2 separate regions of the Pan troglodytes genome follow, and region 1 is linked to region 2. A link is a contact called in public HiChIP or PLAC-seq data. All regions are on one chromosome and are shown on one strand. Each heading gives the region's core, a stretch centred on a gene start, on an enhancer-like site or on the middle of the called end of the contact. The rest is flanking DNA. Distances are from core to core; before and after follow the strand shown. Region 1 holds the start of MCOLN2 (mucolipin TRP cation channel 2). Region 2 holds the start of SYDE2 (synapse defective Rho GTPase homolog 2).

Region 1 (7,412 bases), core at 4,440-6,939, 210 kb after region 2:
TCATCTGAGTGGGAGCTGCAAGTTAGTCCTGCCTCCTATCTGCCATTTTTTTTTTCCTGGAGGCTGACTTTTTAAATACAACACTGAAAGCATGATCCATGAAATAAATAACTGATAAATTAGTCTTTATTATAATTAAAAACTTCTACTCTATGAAAGATATCATCAAGAGAAAGAGAAGACAAGCTGCAGACTAGGAGAAAAATACTTGCAAGAGACTTATCTGAAAAAAGTATTGTTATTCAAAGATATAAAAAATTCATATATTTTTCTTTTTGAGATGAGGTTTTGTTCTATTGCTCAGGCTGGACTGCAGCCTTGAACTCCTAGGTTCAAGCAATCCTCCTGCCTCAGCCTCCCGAGTAGCTAGGACCACAGGTGCATACCACCAAACCCAGCTAATTAAAAAAAAATTTCTTTCATAGAGACAGGATCTCTCTTTGTTGCCCAGGCTGGTGTTGAACTCCTGGCCTCAAGCAATCCTCCCACCTCAGCCTCCCAAACTGTTGAGATTACCGGCATGAGCCACTGTGCCCAGCCTAAAGAACTCTTAAAACTCAACAACAGGAAAATAAACAATCCCATTAAAAAATAAGCAAAAGACCTGAAGAGATACCTCAGTAAAGAAGACATACAGATGAAAAATAAGTATATGAAAACGTACTCAACATTATACGTCATTAGGGAATTGCAAATTAAAACAAGATACCACTATACACCTATTAGAATGGCCAAAACACTGAAAATTCCGAATACTGGCAAGTATGTGGAGCAATAGGAACTCTCATTCATTGCTGGTGCAAATGTAAAATAATACAGCCACTTTGGAAGATAGGCAGTTTCTTACAAAGCTATGCTTTTACCATACAATCCAGCTATTGTACTCCTTGGTATTTAAAAAAAGGAACTGAAAACTTGTGTTCATAAAAACCTGCACACAGATGTTGATAACAGCTTTATCTGTAATTGCCAAAACTTGGAAAAAAACAAAATGTCCTTTAGTAGGTGAATGAACCAATATACTGTGATGTATTAATTCAATGGAACATTATTCAGTGCTAAAAAGAATTGAGCTATCAAGCCATGTGAAGACAAAGAAGAAGCTTAAATGCAAAAATGCTAAATGCTTAAATGAAAAAAGCCAATCTGAAAAGGCTAATACCATATGATTCCAACTATCTGAAAAGGAAAAACTATTGTGAAAGTAAAAAGATGAGTGGTTGCCAGGGGTTGGAGGGAGGGATGAATAGAAGGAGCACAGAGGATTATTAGGGTAGTGTTTTCATCAGTTTGTGCTGCTATTACAGAATACTACAGACCGGGTGGCGTAAACAACAGAAATTGATTTCTCATAGTTCTAGAGGCCACAGAATCCAAGATCAAGGTGCTAGCACACCTGGTGTCTGCTGAGGGTGCTCTTCCTGGTTTGCAGACAGCCATCATCTTGTTATATCCTCATATGGTGGAGAGAGATGTATCTCTCTCCTGTTTTTTCTTATATGGTTACTAGGGCACTAATTGCATTCACGAGGGTTCGACCCTCAAGACCTAATACCTCCCAAATGCCCCGTCTCCAAATGTCATCACATTGGGGATTTAGGTTGCAACATATAAATTTTGGTGGGGGAGGGGGATTGGTAAAGTGGGGACAAACATTCAGTCCACAGCAGGCAGTGAAGCTATTCTGTATGATACTATAGTGGTAGATACATGTCATTATACATTTGTCAAAACTTACAGCCTGCACACAAGTGAACCCTAAAGTATGGACTTTGAGTGATAATTTGTCAATGTATATTCATTGATTATAACAAATGTACTACTCCGATGTAGGATGTTAATAGTGTGGGAGAGGCTATGCGTATGTGGGAGCAGGGAATATATAGGAACTTTGTACTTTCTGTTAAATTTTGCAATAAAGCTAAAACTGCTCTAAAAAGAGTCTATTTTTAAAAAATTAAAGAATAAATATTTTGTAATACATGGAACACAGCCACTCTCTCCTTTACATATTGTGTATGATTATCTTTACACTAGATAGTTAAATATTTGTAAAGGAGAAAGTACAATCCGCAAAGCCTACATATTTATATCTGACCTTTTACAGAAAAAAAATTAGCCAACCCTGAATTATAAGATAGCTTGCTGGAAACTGGCTTACTTGATGTCGAAAAATCGAGGTGCATTAATATCTCCCACCACATGCAAAGTTGAAGTACAATGGAATTTGATATGAAGGATAAAACTATTACAGAAAATACAGAAGAATGGTGAATTAAGGGTAGAGAACAACTTCTTTAAAAAGATCATAAAAGCACAAACTATAAGGATTAGTATCCTTAATTTTGATTTCCTATACCAAAACTAAAGACTTTCATCCAAGGAAGAACACCATGGACAAAAAGATAGATGATGACTGGAAGAAAATACTTACAATGTTTAGAACTGGCAAGGAATTAATATCTACAATATACAGAACACTACTTGCACATCAAAAAATTTTTGAAAGAATGTGAAAGTAAATAAAGAGCATCGTTTTTCTCTTATTTTATTCTATTCTCCCTCCCCATATTCTTCACAATAAATATTTTTTGTCTGCCCAACCTAGAAAATTTAAATTGTTGCATTTCTACTAGCCTGACTCACATTTTCTTTTCTTTTCTTTTTTTCTTTTCCTTTTCTTAGACTGGGTCTCTGTTGCCCAGGCTGGAGTGCAGTGGCGCAATCTTGGCTCACTGCAACCTCGACCTCCCAGGCTCAGGCAAGCCTTCCACCTCAGCCTCCCAAGCAGCTGGAACCACAGGCGTGGGCCACTATGTCCAGCTAATTTTTGTATTTTTGGTAGAGACAGGGTTTCGCTATGTTGCCCATGCTATTCTTGCACTCCTGGGCTCCAGCAATCCACCCTCCTTGGCCTCCCAAAGTGCTGGGATTACAGGTGCAAGCCACTGTGTCCGGCCTATCTCACGTTTTTTAGACTACTTTCTAAAATTTCCCTTTTAACACTAAATCAGTGAAACTTCCACATGAAGACAAACTGCTAGAGAAATTTAAGAACTTTAGGTTGTAAAATTAAAATGTCATATTATAAAACACTGTTGAGCAAAAGATTCTTGTGTTATTTGGTTATTGGTCATTACAAATTTGAGTCAGGACACAAAGCTTTTTGTGCTATGATATTCAGAACAGAACATAAATGCCTGAAAGGATTAACATAGCACAAAACAATGTCTATTACTACCCACTGAAAAATGAGCCATGATCTTTACCACAAACAAGTGACTTTTTGAAAGTTAAAAACTTAATGCCTACTGAGAATTAAATTTACTAGTTGAGAATGATTAGATTCAATGGCTGAAAACTTTAGTATGTGTTATATTTATAATAAATCCTTCAGCCATCTGACTCCAGTAATTTTCCACTCTTACTCTTCTCCCCCCTCAATTCCCGCACACACTCAGATTAAATATTTCTTAGAACCTTGCTACTTACAGAGTGGGACCAGCAGCAGCAGCAGCAGCAGCAGCAGCAGCAGCAGCAGCAGCAGCAGCAGCAGCAGCAGCATCTTCTTGCTAGAAATGCAAAACCTCAGGTCCTACTGAATCAGTCTGCTTCAATAAAAACTCTGGTGACTCATCTGCACATTAATGTTTGAGATCCTCAGATCTCCCTTTTGAAACTATTTCTCCGTCTGCAGGGGTCCCCAAACCCCGGGCTCCAGACTGGTACAGGTCTGTGGCCTGTTAAGAACCAAGCCGCACTGCAGGAGGTGAACATTGAGCAAGAGAGCAGCGGTTCCATTCGATTCTCATAGGGGCAGAAGCCCTACTGTGAACTGCGCATGCGATGGATCTAAGTTGCAGGTTGTGTGCTCCTTATAAGACTCTAATGCCTACTGATCTGAGGTGCAACAGTTTCATCCCGAAAACATCCTCCCCTCATCCCCCCACCTGTCCGTGGAAAATATCATCTTCCATGGAACCAGTCCCTGGTGCCAAAAGGTTGGGGTCTTACTATGTTGCCCAGGCTGGAGTGCAGTTGCTATTCACAAAGCTGGATGATTGCGCACCTCCGATGAAAGGGGCTCAAAACCAAGGCATTTCTCCCTAATAACCCCTTGGAAGTGCCTTAAAAGAGGGTCAATTATGTGTGCTTTTATATACATCGTCTGTCCAACTGCTTCTGCCTGGACAAGCATATTAAAATAATTACCTGGCAGAATATTCTTTGCCTGAGCTAAACCCGGAGATCTTTTAAACGCTTGCAGACTCACAGAGCCTGGCACTGCGGACTTTGCTGCTGCTGCCTCGTGAAAAGGAGGGGTACGAGCTCTAGGAGGCTGTCGGCCACGTCCAAACTACCAAGCTAACATCACTAGGAGCCGAACACGGCTTTTGATCATGTACTGACGACTCTCATCTCTAAGATTCACGAACGGCGACCGATTGTCTGTTCGGTTTCCCACAGGCGTCTTCCTTTCGTGCACCAAGAGGGAAGAGCAACGGCGGCTGCAGCAGGGCGCTGGGGTTAGGAGTCCAGCCCTGGGGCCGTGCGCCCTCCCTCCGCGCCCGCCGGGCCACGCTGACGCTCCCTCCCAGCTCCCTCCCTTTCATCCCGACGCGGGCGCAGGGCAACTCGCTTTTCCTATTCCTTGCGCGCCGGTCGCACTTTCTAACATCTCAGAAATATGGCCCTTGTCACAGACTTTCATGATCGTGCACTTTAGAGAAAAGCCAGAATGAATGAACTTGTCAGTTTAATGTGACGTCCTCAAGGGAAAGGACCATGTCTTTGTCATCCCAGAGACCACAGTACCCAACGGTCGGCTTGGCTCTCAGTGAGTGTTTCCCTAAGCATCAAAACAGGAATGACCAAAGCAACGGACAAATGAATGCATGTGGAAACAAGAAATGAATGAATGCGAGAGTGAAGAAAAGAAGGGGCCAGGCACAGCGGCTTACACCTGTAATCCTAGCACTTTGGGAGGCGGAAGCAGGAGAATCGCTTGGGTCCAGGAGTTCAAGACTGCAGTAAGCAGTGATCGCAGCTCAGGCGACAGAGTGAGACCCGGTCTCACCACCACCCCCCCGAAAAAGGCAGGAACCCCAGAGGGCCGGGAGTGCCAGGTGCGGCCGCCCGGGAGCGGTGTTGAGGGTGCGTGGGCCACTTTGCCGCAGGGCCCACCGCCCGGGTCCCTCTGTAAGGCGCTTCTCCGGCAGACACCCCGAGCCAAAGCGGGCCGCACCGCAGCGTTGGGCACTTGGGTGGAGAGGGCAAGGGCGGCGGGCCTGCGCCCAGACAGGTGTAGCCGTCCCACGCTAGGTGTCCTCCTGCCGCTCCTGGGCCGCGCCATGCCTCGAGGCATGGAGGTGCTGGACCTGCCGGTGTGGAACCGCGCCTCGGGCCTGTCCTGGGGGCCGCACCACAGGTCAGTGCCCCCACGGCGCCCTTGGCGCGCCCCACGCCTCCCTGGGGGCCCCACCGCCGCCCCCTTTTGGGACTGCTTACTTCCTCGGCTCTTCTCGCGCGCGCCTCGGTTCCATCCCCTACGGCCCCCACCCCGCCTCCGCGTCGCCGACCCCCTTCTCCGGGAGCGCGGGGAGGCTGGTCCGCTGAAGCGTGGAATAAGTCCCCTAGGACCCCAAGTGGGGAAGCTCCGGTCCCGGGTAGGAGGCGGCGGGGCGGGGCGGGGCGGGGCAGCCCCTTGGGGGCGGGGCGGGAGCGCCTGGCCACGCGCCGCATCCTGCAGGGTGCACACAGAGCCGCCTTTCAGCCGCCCGAGAACGGCCCGCCGCACTCCGCGACTGCGGCGCCTGCTCTCGGGCCGGGGTCTGCGCGCACCACGCGGCCGTCAGGAAGGGTAAGAGAAGGGAACCCCGCTTTGCAGGGCTCCAACTTCGGCGGACGCGTTACGGCGAGGGCGAAATGAGTCGGCCGTGAACGGTGTTTCCTGTTCCGAATCCCGAGAGCCCTGGAAAGTTTTGAAGGAGGAGGCATGGCCCGGCAGCCTTATCGTTTTCCCCAGGCAAGGATTCCGGAGAGAGGATCAGGTGTTTTCGGGTTAACCGTCAGGTGAGGAGTCTGGGCTTCATCTTTCAGGATGCTGGACTGGAGAAATCTTCCTAAAGTCGATGGCTTTACTTTCGTAGACTAGAGCTTGCTTGCTGCCTTGGGAATGCTTATATTAACTGCTTGCAGTTAGTTAAATAAGGCTAGGCTGTGCCTTCCAGAACAAACAGGCCTTTCCCTCAGGTGGGAGGGTTGTAGTGTGGCTAACCCCAGTTCCTCGGTCTTTATGAAAAGGCGCACAGTTCAGCCGGTTGGCGCTGCCCGCGGGCCCCTCCTCCGTGGTCAAAGCTCCAGCCACCCCAGCACAGTTGAGCCAAAGTTGTGAGTACAAACAGACCTTGGCTCCCCCGTTTCCTGCTCTCCAAACATATATATATATATATATATGAAATATATACGTATGTGTAAGTGTGTGTGTCTCTGGTTGTACGGTACTTGTGGGAAACAAAATTGTGTGTCATTGTAAACTGAGAATGGAAGAAAAGGTTAGTAAGAGAAAGGTGGAAGAGGTTTCTTATGGGTGTCAGGATGTAGACTCTGATATTTTATGTAGAGGGAACCAACTACGTAGTTCTCCCCAGAAATGGGATGTGGGTTTCACTCTCAGGAGCTGCTCATCACCTTTGTGATGTGCTAACCAAAATCGCACAACTTTTGGGAAATTTGATAGCTTTCCCCTATTGAGTCAGAAGTTTCTTGAGACTTTAGCCTGTCTTCCTCTTCATACCTTAAGAGGAGTCAAACTCCCGTTGCCGTGAACTTTCCACAGGCACACCCTTCTCCTTTAGAAAACCGTTCATAGGTCAGTTTCTGTGGCCGGAACTCTAAAAACGACACATTTTCCATACAGAGGCCATCATAATACCAATTTTATTTAACCTCCTGTAATAAAAAATGAGTGAATCCTAATAAAGTGTTTGAGGTAGCCACATTCTTTTCTGTGAAGGAGGAACATATCAAAAGTGTTTTTTTTAAAAAAAATAGAGTAATAGATATAAAATATTTTAATGAAGCAAGTGAGAAGAACTGAGAGACATAGTTTGAGCAAAGGGGCACGAAATACAGAACTGAAAGTCAAGAATGATCATATTCACAAGCTGATCTCTTTGGCTGTGTCTCTGTCAGTGAAGTGAAACCTAGAACAAGACAATTTTAAAACCGGCGGAAAAAGAGATGGCTTCTTGTGACTATAGCTTTCAAAGTAAAAATAGTGGCCAAAGAAAACTCTTCTGGCTGTAAGAGTAAAAGTGGACTTTCCTGAAGCTGGGCTGTTTTCCTTAAGGCCTAGGGTCTAAGTTCCGTGTGTCAGTTCTGAAGAATTAAATCACTCTTTAGTGAGCTCT
Region 2 (7,350 bases), core at 3,440-5,939:
TTATCTGAGTGTATATTTTGTCTTTTATGTATTTAAAGCTTGTCCTACGTTTAAAACCAGAGTACATTTCAGGATGCACTTTTGCATTGTGGTGTAATATGAATAGATTTATCACTAAATGGAAATATAGGATTTAGTTCTAACACCCTTGAGTTGGACTGTACTGAGAAGCATTCAACTGTTTAACAAGCAGCTTCCCAACGTTCAGATGCATTTCACAAAAGTTCATAAACTATTAAACTCTTTTCTGAAAGGTGACCAACTAAATAATTTATAAAAACAAAGGTTCAAGCCAGTGCAAGGATTATTACATCAACTGTCTAGTCTCTTTTTCTATTCAAAGAAATAACACAGGAGTGTAGTGTCTATGGAATCAGACAGATGGGATTTGAATTCTTCTTTACTTATTACGGTGAGCTTGGGCAAGTTGTTCTATATATCCCAAGTATATTAATATAATAAGAGATTCTGAAATATCAGTGACTATTCTAAAGCATACATTTCTAAAACATCACAAAATACACATGCATTTAACAAAAGTCTCTTTTTTACTACTTTGTTTTTGTTTCCTTTTTTTTTTTTTTTTTTTTTTGTTGAGACAGAGTCTCGCTCTGTCACCCAGGCTGGAGTGCAGTGGCACGATCTCGGCTGCAAACTCTGCCTCCCAGGTTCACGCCATTCTCCTGCCTCAGCCTCCCAACTAGCTGGGACTACAGGCACCCACCACCATGCTCAGCTAATTGTTTTTGTATTTTTAGTAAAGACAGGGTTTCACCGTATTAACCAGGATGGTCTCGATCTCCTGACCTCGTGGTCCGCCCGCCTGGGCCTCCCAAAGTGCTGGAATTACAGGCATGAGCCGCTGCACCCGGCCTTTGTTTGCATTTTGAGGCAGAGTGTTGTTCTGTCACCCAGGCTGCAGTGCAGTGGCACCATCTAGGCTCACTGCAACCTCTACTTCCTGAGCTCAAGTGAATCTCATGCCTCAGCCTCCCAAGTAGCTGGGATTACAGGCGTGAGCCATCACACCCAGCTAATTTTTGTATTTGTAGTAGAGATACAGTTTCTATGTTGGCCCGGCTGGTCTTGAACCCCCCAGCTTCAAGTGATCTGCCCACCTTAGTCTCCCAAAGTGCTGGGATTACAGGCATGAGTCACCAGGCCCAGCCTATCTTTTTTATTACTTTGATGGGGGGGGATGGGTTAAGCAATATTGCAAATTGCCAGATATTAATTATGAAACAGTACAAATTGCTGTACTGAGAACATGCCATCTTTGATTCTCAGTGCAGTGTTAGCGTGGTCAGCTTTAGGCTGAAGTATATTTTACTCCATACTAACGGAGTTGCATGGCAGACGAGGGAGGTCTACTCCAGGACATCCCTGTAAGGCAGTTTAGGGAGACAGTACTGGACAAATGGTAGAGCTAAATTTGCCTTTGGTTCCACTAAGAGTATAATGGAAGACTGAACATCAGTGAGACAGAAATGCACTCTAAATTGACTAGAAAATAACCATAACATACCTAAACACTTCCCTTCTATTACTGTTAAACCTAGCCCTCTGCCTCAACTTGCCCTGCTTTTCTCCCCCTCCTCCCAGATTGAGTCAGTGCTACTCCATCCCTAGTTTGGATCCCTGCCTTACTGGAGCCCTGTTATCCCATAGTTGTTATATCTTTTGTGACAGTGCCAACACATAGTTAGTAATTCATGGGGCATCAAAATTATTTCCCAGTCACTGAGAAACAAGTATAAACACTGAAAAATGATTCCCATCCCCTAATTTTCATGGGAATCTATGGATTAGAAAGATATGAAAATTGAGATAAGTGAGGGAATAGGATACAAATTGTAAAAAAAGATTTTACAAAGTGTAGTTTATGTTCATATCTTGTCATTATCTTAATTATATTAGGCATAATATAAGTTTTGTGGGCATTGTCTCTTTAGAATTACATTTTTACCAACTTTTTATTGATGTGTAATGCACATACAGAAAAGTGGAATTTACATTATTAAGGTCTTTAAATAGTGTCATATGGCCATGACTGCCTTATTAATTTCTGTTGTGACACAAAATGATTAAAATTGTGAATTCATGAGTTAGAACATTCTCAACTTTAAAGAAGCATTAAGTTCAGTCGTGGTATGCTGCATCAAACTTAGTTCTGAGTAACGCCTAGAACAATGCATAGTATTTTATATTGGCCAATAACCAATGTTTTATAACTCCTGAACAAGTGGATAAACTGAATTCGGGATGAAGTTCAATCTAGATCTTCAAGGTTATATTTTTCTACTCATATATATCTATCTGCATATAGATATATATGCAGCTTATAGTGTTCTTAACAGCTATGTTAACTACAAAGCATAAAAAGATTTTGCAACAGAGTTGGAATGGAAACAATTTCTGAGATAGAGATCAAATTGTGTTTATAGAACCATTATTGGCAACTTTGCTATCAGTCATTTCCTGTGGGAATATTTCACTGGGACATAGTTTTATGCCTTGACTATTCATTAAATAGCCTGGGGCCCATGGAATGAAAATATTGTAGAACTATAAATATCAATATATGCAAATTATAGTGTAATATTTCATCACATTTCATTGCATTTTCTTAGATATGAATTAAGATTATTTAACAAACTGTGTCTCTTACTCATCGCAGAAAGAATCTTAAAACAACACTAATATAGCATGGTCTAGTGGAGAGTTAGGCAATAGACTGGAATTAAAGCCACTTGTTCTCTCTAAATTAAAATTGATACTAATTCAAAAATGTTTATTCATCATGCACAATATATAAGATGCTAAAGTTATACTCCTGTGGAGAATATAAAGGTCAATTATAAACAGTTTCTGCCCTTAGGGAGTTTATGAATTTTCTTGTAAAGGAGGAAGGACATGTATACAAACTGTATAAAACAAAAAACAGTAACTATACTATGGGTGGGAATAAAGTAATATTGAAGTTTAGAACTTGAGTTCCTGTCTGGGAGATCAGAGATGACTTCATAAACAAGAAGGCAGTTGAGCTGAGTTTTATTATTTCATTCTTATTATTTTGAGACAGAGTCTCCCTCAGTCATCCAGGTTGGAATGAAGTGTCATGATCTCGGTTCATTGCAGCTTCAGCCTCACAGGCTCAAGTGATCCTCCCACCGCAGCCTCTAGAGTAGCTAGGACTACAGGTGCACACCACCACATCTAGCCAATTTTTTGTGTGTTTTTTTGTTTTTGTTTTTGTTCCTCGTAGAGACCAGGTTGTGCCATGTTGTCCAGGCTGGTCTTGAACTCCTGGGCTCAAGCAATCTGCCCATCTCAGCCTCTCAAAGTGCTAAGATTACAGGCATGAGCCACCCCGCCTGGCCTAGAGCAGAGTTTTAGAGAGTGGGTAAGATTTCTGCAAATATTCTCTCTTATCTGCAAATCTCAGATGCAGATAACAATTATTCCAGAAAGCAGAGACTAGGTACTAATAAAGGTAGTATAGTCAAAGCACATTCAGAGATTGGAGCCATTGGACAACAAGAAAACAACTGACATAGGAAAATATACTGCAGTTGCAAATAAGGTAAATTAGGGCAAAATTATTTTATTCAGTAATGCAAACATTTATTTATTCAACAAATATTTTCTTAAGTATTTGAGTATCTACTAAGTGCATGCACGGTGCTAGGTGTCAGTATATTTATGAGTAACTCAGAAAAAGGCCCTTTCTACTATGTAAACACTAAAAAAAGTAACTCAAATCAGGGATGATAGCACGACTGATTCTTATCAGTCACTGAATCAATTAACCTCTGGCAACGAGGGGTACTTGTTTGCAACTGCTGCCCAGAATCTGGAATTTAACGTTTTTGGGAGACAGCCGGTATTTCTAGATTACACTGTGTCTCAATTTCAATTCAATTGCTTCTCAACTCACTATTCAAATTAAAATGAAGTGTTAACTTTTTTATATTAGAAAGCTGCAAACCTGTATGATAATCTTGTAGGTAGGGTGATGAGGGACATAATATTTGTGGCTCCATTTTACAAGTTTTGGCTGATGTAATAATTTTGTTAGCATGCATTAACTGAAATAAAGAAGGAAAAACAGACTTAAAAGAGACATCGGTGGGTGGGTTTTGTTTTGTTTTTGATAAAAGAACTCTTATAGAAAAGGAATCGCTGCAAATTTCTTTTAGCTAGCTAGCTCTCTGGGCGATTAAAATGATTGATACATTTCTAGAACACATGCACCGAGATACACCTGCACTCGTACTTTGTCCGTCAAAACAATCTTTGTTTTCTCTCAAGCTAGGACTTGCTGTGCCTAAGACACACCTCGTGCAGCGGTGGCGGTGAAGGTGCTGGGGTGACAGCCAGGAGGGCACTTTCCCTTTCTCGGGCTCCCTAACCAAAACTTTGCAGCCACCAGCCCAAACTCACGTTCCTGCTCGTTCTTCTTTCCTCTGCGTCAACTCTCCCCGCACCCTTCGCGCTCTGTGCGCCCACCCCTGCTTCCGTCGGTCAGCTTCAGCCGACCTACTACTCTACCTACCGGCCCGCGCCCTCCGCCTCCACCTGCACCACTCGCCCACCCCGAGAACCCACCTCTGCCGCCCCCGGCCCGCGCGCCCCGTCGCGGCCCGGGGCTCCGGGGCATGCGCGTTGCGGCGCCACCGCCCTCCCCCACGCCTTCCCGCGGCAGAGTTATGCCAAGTATGTGAGGAGCCGGCGAGGGCCAGCGCCGGTCATGGGGAGCCGCCGCCGCCTCCGCGAGCGCGGATTTCTCCCCAGCGGGGCTCCGACCTCTCCCCCCGGCGGGGGTGAGCCTCGCGGCTAAGGCAGAGGGGATGGCGGACCCTCTGAGGAGGACGCTGTCCAGGCTCCGGGGAAGGCGGGGTCCCCGCGGCACCGGGGGGCTAGGGCTCCGGGCGGCAGCCGCAGCTGCGGTGGCGGCCTCTTCGGCAGCCGCGGGAGACGCCTGGGGTGCCGCAGACACCCCCCAACGTGAGCACGCCGGTGGACACGGGCGGAGCCTACAGCAGCCCTCGCCGTCACCTGATGCGTGGGGTCCCGGGGCGCGGGTCCCCAGAGGGCACCCGGAGCAGTTGGGGGCGCTTGGGCCTCGGCCGCGCGGCGGGCAGGAGGCCGCCCCCCGGAGCCATGGGCTCGCTCACGCTCCTCCGCACTCCCCGGAGGGCTCCGAGGGCAGCGGAGAGGAGGAGGAAGACGACGAGGACGAAGACGACTACGACGCCGACTACTACGAAAACCTGCCCGGCGGCTCGCAGTCTGCGCCCGAGCCTGAGGGGGCGGAGGCTGAACGGCGTCCCCCGCCTCCCCCAGCGGCGGGCTCCTCCCTGGGGGCGGAGGGCGGCCGCCTGGAGACAGGCAGGCTGCGGACCCAGTTGCGAGAGGCCTATTATCTGCTGATCCAGGCCATGCACGACCTGCCCCCTGACTCGGGAGCGCGGCGGGGCGGCGGGGGCTTGGCGGATCACAGCTTCCCCGCGGGAGCCCGGGCTCCGGGCCAGCCGCCTTCCCGCGGCGCCGCGTACCGCCAAGCCTGCCCCCGAGACGGGGAGCGGGGAGGCGGCGGACGCCCTCGGCAGCAGGTGTCCCCGCCCCGGTCGCCTCAGAGGGAGCCGCGGGGAGGCCAGCTGCGGACTCCTCGGATGCGGCCGTCCTGCAGCAGAAGCCTCGAGAGCCTCCGGGTGGGTGCCAAGCCGCCTCCCTTCCAGCGGTGGCCGAGCGACAGCTGGATCAGGTGCGGCGCGCACGGGGACTGGGACGAGCCCCCGCCACGTGGAGGCAGGATGGACGGCTGGAGTGGGGGCCGCGCCCGGGCGGCTGCACCCACCGGCCTCCAGCCTCCAGGCTCCAAGGACCACGGCTGCTCCTCGGGAAGCCCTTTCAGGGATCCAGCGGGGTCCTCTGTGATACGCAGTGGCAAAGGAGACCGCCAGGAAGGCCCCTCCTTCCTCAGGCCGCCGGCAGTGACAGTCAAGAAGCTGCAGAAGTGGATGTACAAAGGGCGTCTGCTGTCCCTGGGAATGAAGGGTCGTGCCCGTGGGACGGCCCCCAAAGTCACAGGAACGCAGGCAGCCTCCCCAAATGTGGGCGCTTTGAAAGTGCGTGAAAACCGTGTCCTGTCGGTGCCTCCAGACCAAAGAATTACGCTGACAGGTAGGATACTTTGCGATGAAAATGCTAGCACCGCGAGCCTTACTGTTTACCGACTGGGCTTCTGTCTTAAGAGCCAAGACAAAGGTATGTTTTTGCAGACAGGTACGTTACCGGGCGAAAGTAAGTGTCATGTAAGTGGCAGCTTAAAGTAATTTCGGGGTTACTTAATGTAATGCATTTACTCGTTTTGCTTTTTTTTTTTCTTTTTAATCAGACAATGGCATGAAGAATTGAGGTTGTGATTTCTTCTCGAAAAACCAGTGTGTCTATTCCCTAAGTATTACCTAAAGGAGTAAAGGTTAAGTATAACACACTTTTAGTAGGTTTACAGATGGGCGGCACTGTCTTGATTTTTATTCTTTGTAGCTCTAGGCAAATCCGTAGACTTTTGTGGAGTTTGTAAATTTGAATTTGATTCAAGGTAGATTTTATAGGCTTCATAAACTGTCATTTTACTCATTACAACTTTTTTTTTTTTTGCCTCTCCCAGGCACGCACACACATGCATACATACGCACAACCAAAAACCCAAACAAATCAAACAAAAAAAACCCTACCATAAGTAGAATTTTTTAGTCAGGTAGTATGTCACATACACCATCTCTCCACCTGCCTCCCCCCGACAAAGAAACCTCAACAAAGTAATCTTTTTATTGTGAAAAATCAAGGACACTAACATTTTAATCAAAAGAAAAATGTTCCTCAGGTAGTTTTTTTTTTTAAAGCAGTCATTTGCAAACTTAAATCCTATTTATATGGGAAGTAAATTAGTTTTTTAAAAAGCATATTGATCCTTATAATAGGATTATGCTCCCTATTTTGTATGTGCATGATTTTTAACTATCACTGAAGGTTTAGGTTATCAATTCTAGAAACCAGTCAATTATGTTGTAAATATCAAAATATCTTTCCTGAAAGGAGTATAATATCTTCAAAGTGAGCCAAAACAACATGGTCTTTTGAATACTCTTACATATAAAAATTTTTAGTGATCATAAAGACTTATAAGTCAGGAATAATTTGGAAAACATTAAATCCTGAAATGTAAAAGGTATTCACAGTACTTGGCGGTTTCTCTGGTAGTAATTACAAATCCTACAGGACTGGATTTATACACATTAACTTTGTTTAACCAATAAACACACAACAGTGGGGAGAAACAAA

What was found. HiChIP or PLAC-seq counts read pairs in DNA pulled down with a chosen protein or histone mark.
Region 1: an H3K4me3 HiChIP or PLAC-seq map of stem cell-derived excitatory neurons shows a contact between it and region 2, with 2.4 times the contacts expected there. The contact joins the promoter of MCOLN2 here to the promoter of SYDE2 in region 2. A contact is called at or near these places in 1 of 7 Hi-C or Micro-C datasets (stem cell-derived neural progenitor cells) and 1 of 1 datasets of contacts at active chromatin or transcription factors (stem cell-derived excitatory neurons).

The regions. Positions count from the first base shown.
Region 1 is chr1:146,071,468-146,078,879 of NHGRI_mPanTro3-v2.0_pri, forward strand. It overlaps MCOLN2 (mucolipin TRP cation channel 2), which reads left to right and starts at 5,690. Exons shown (of 14, transcript XM_513523.8): 1 at 5,690-6,072. The coding sequence starts at 5,996.
Region 2 is chr1:145,865,646-145,872,995 of NHGRI_mPanTro3-v2.0_pri, forward strand. SYDE2 (synapse defective Rho GTPase homolog 2) reads left to right here and starts at 4,690. Exons shown (of 7, transcript XM_016921711.4): 1 at 4,690-6,186. The coding sequence starts at 4,851.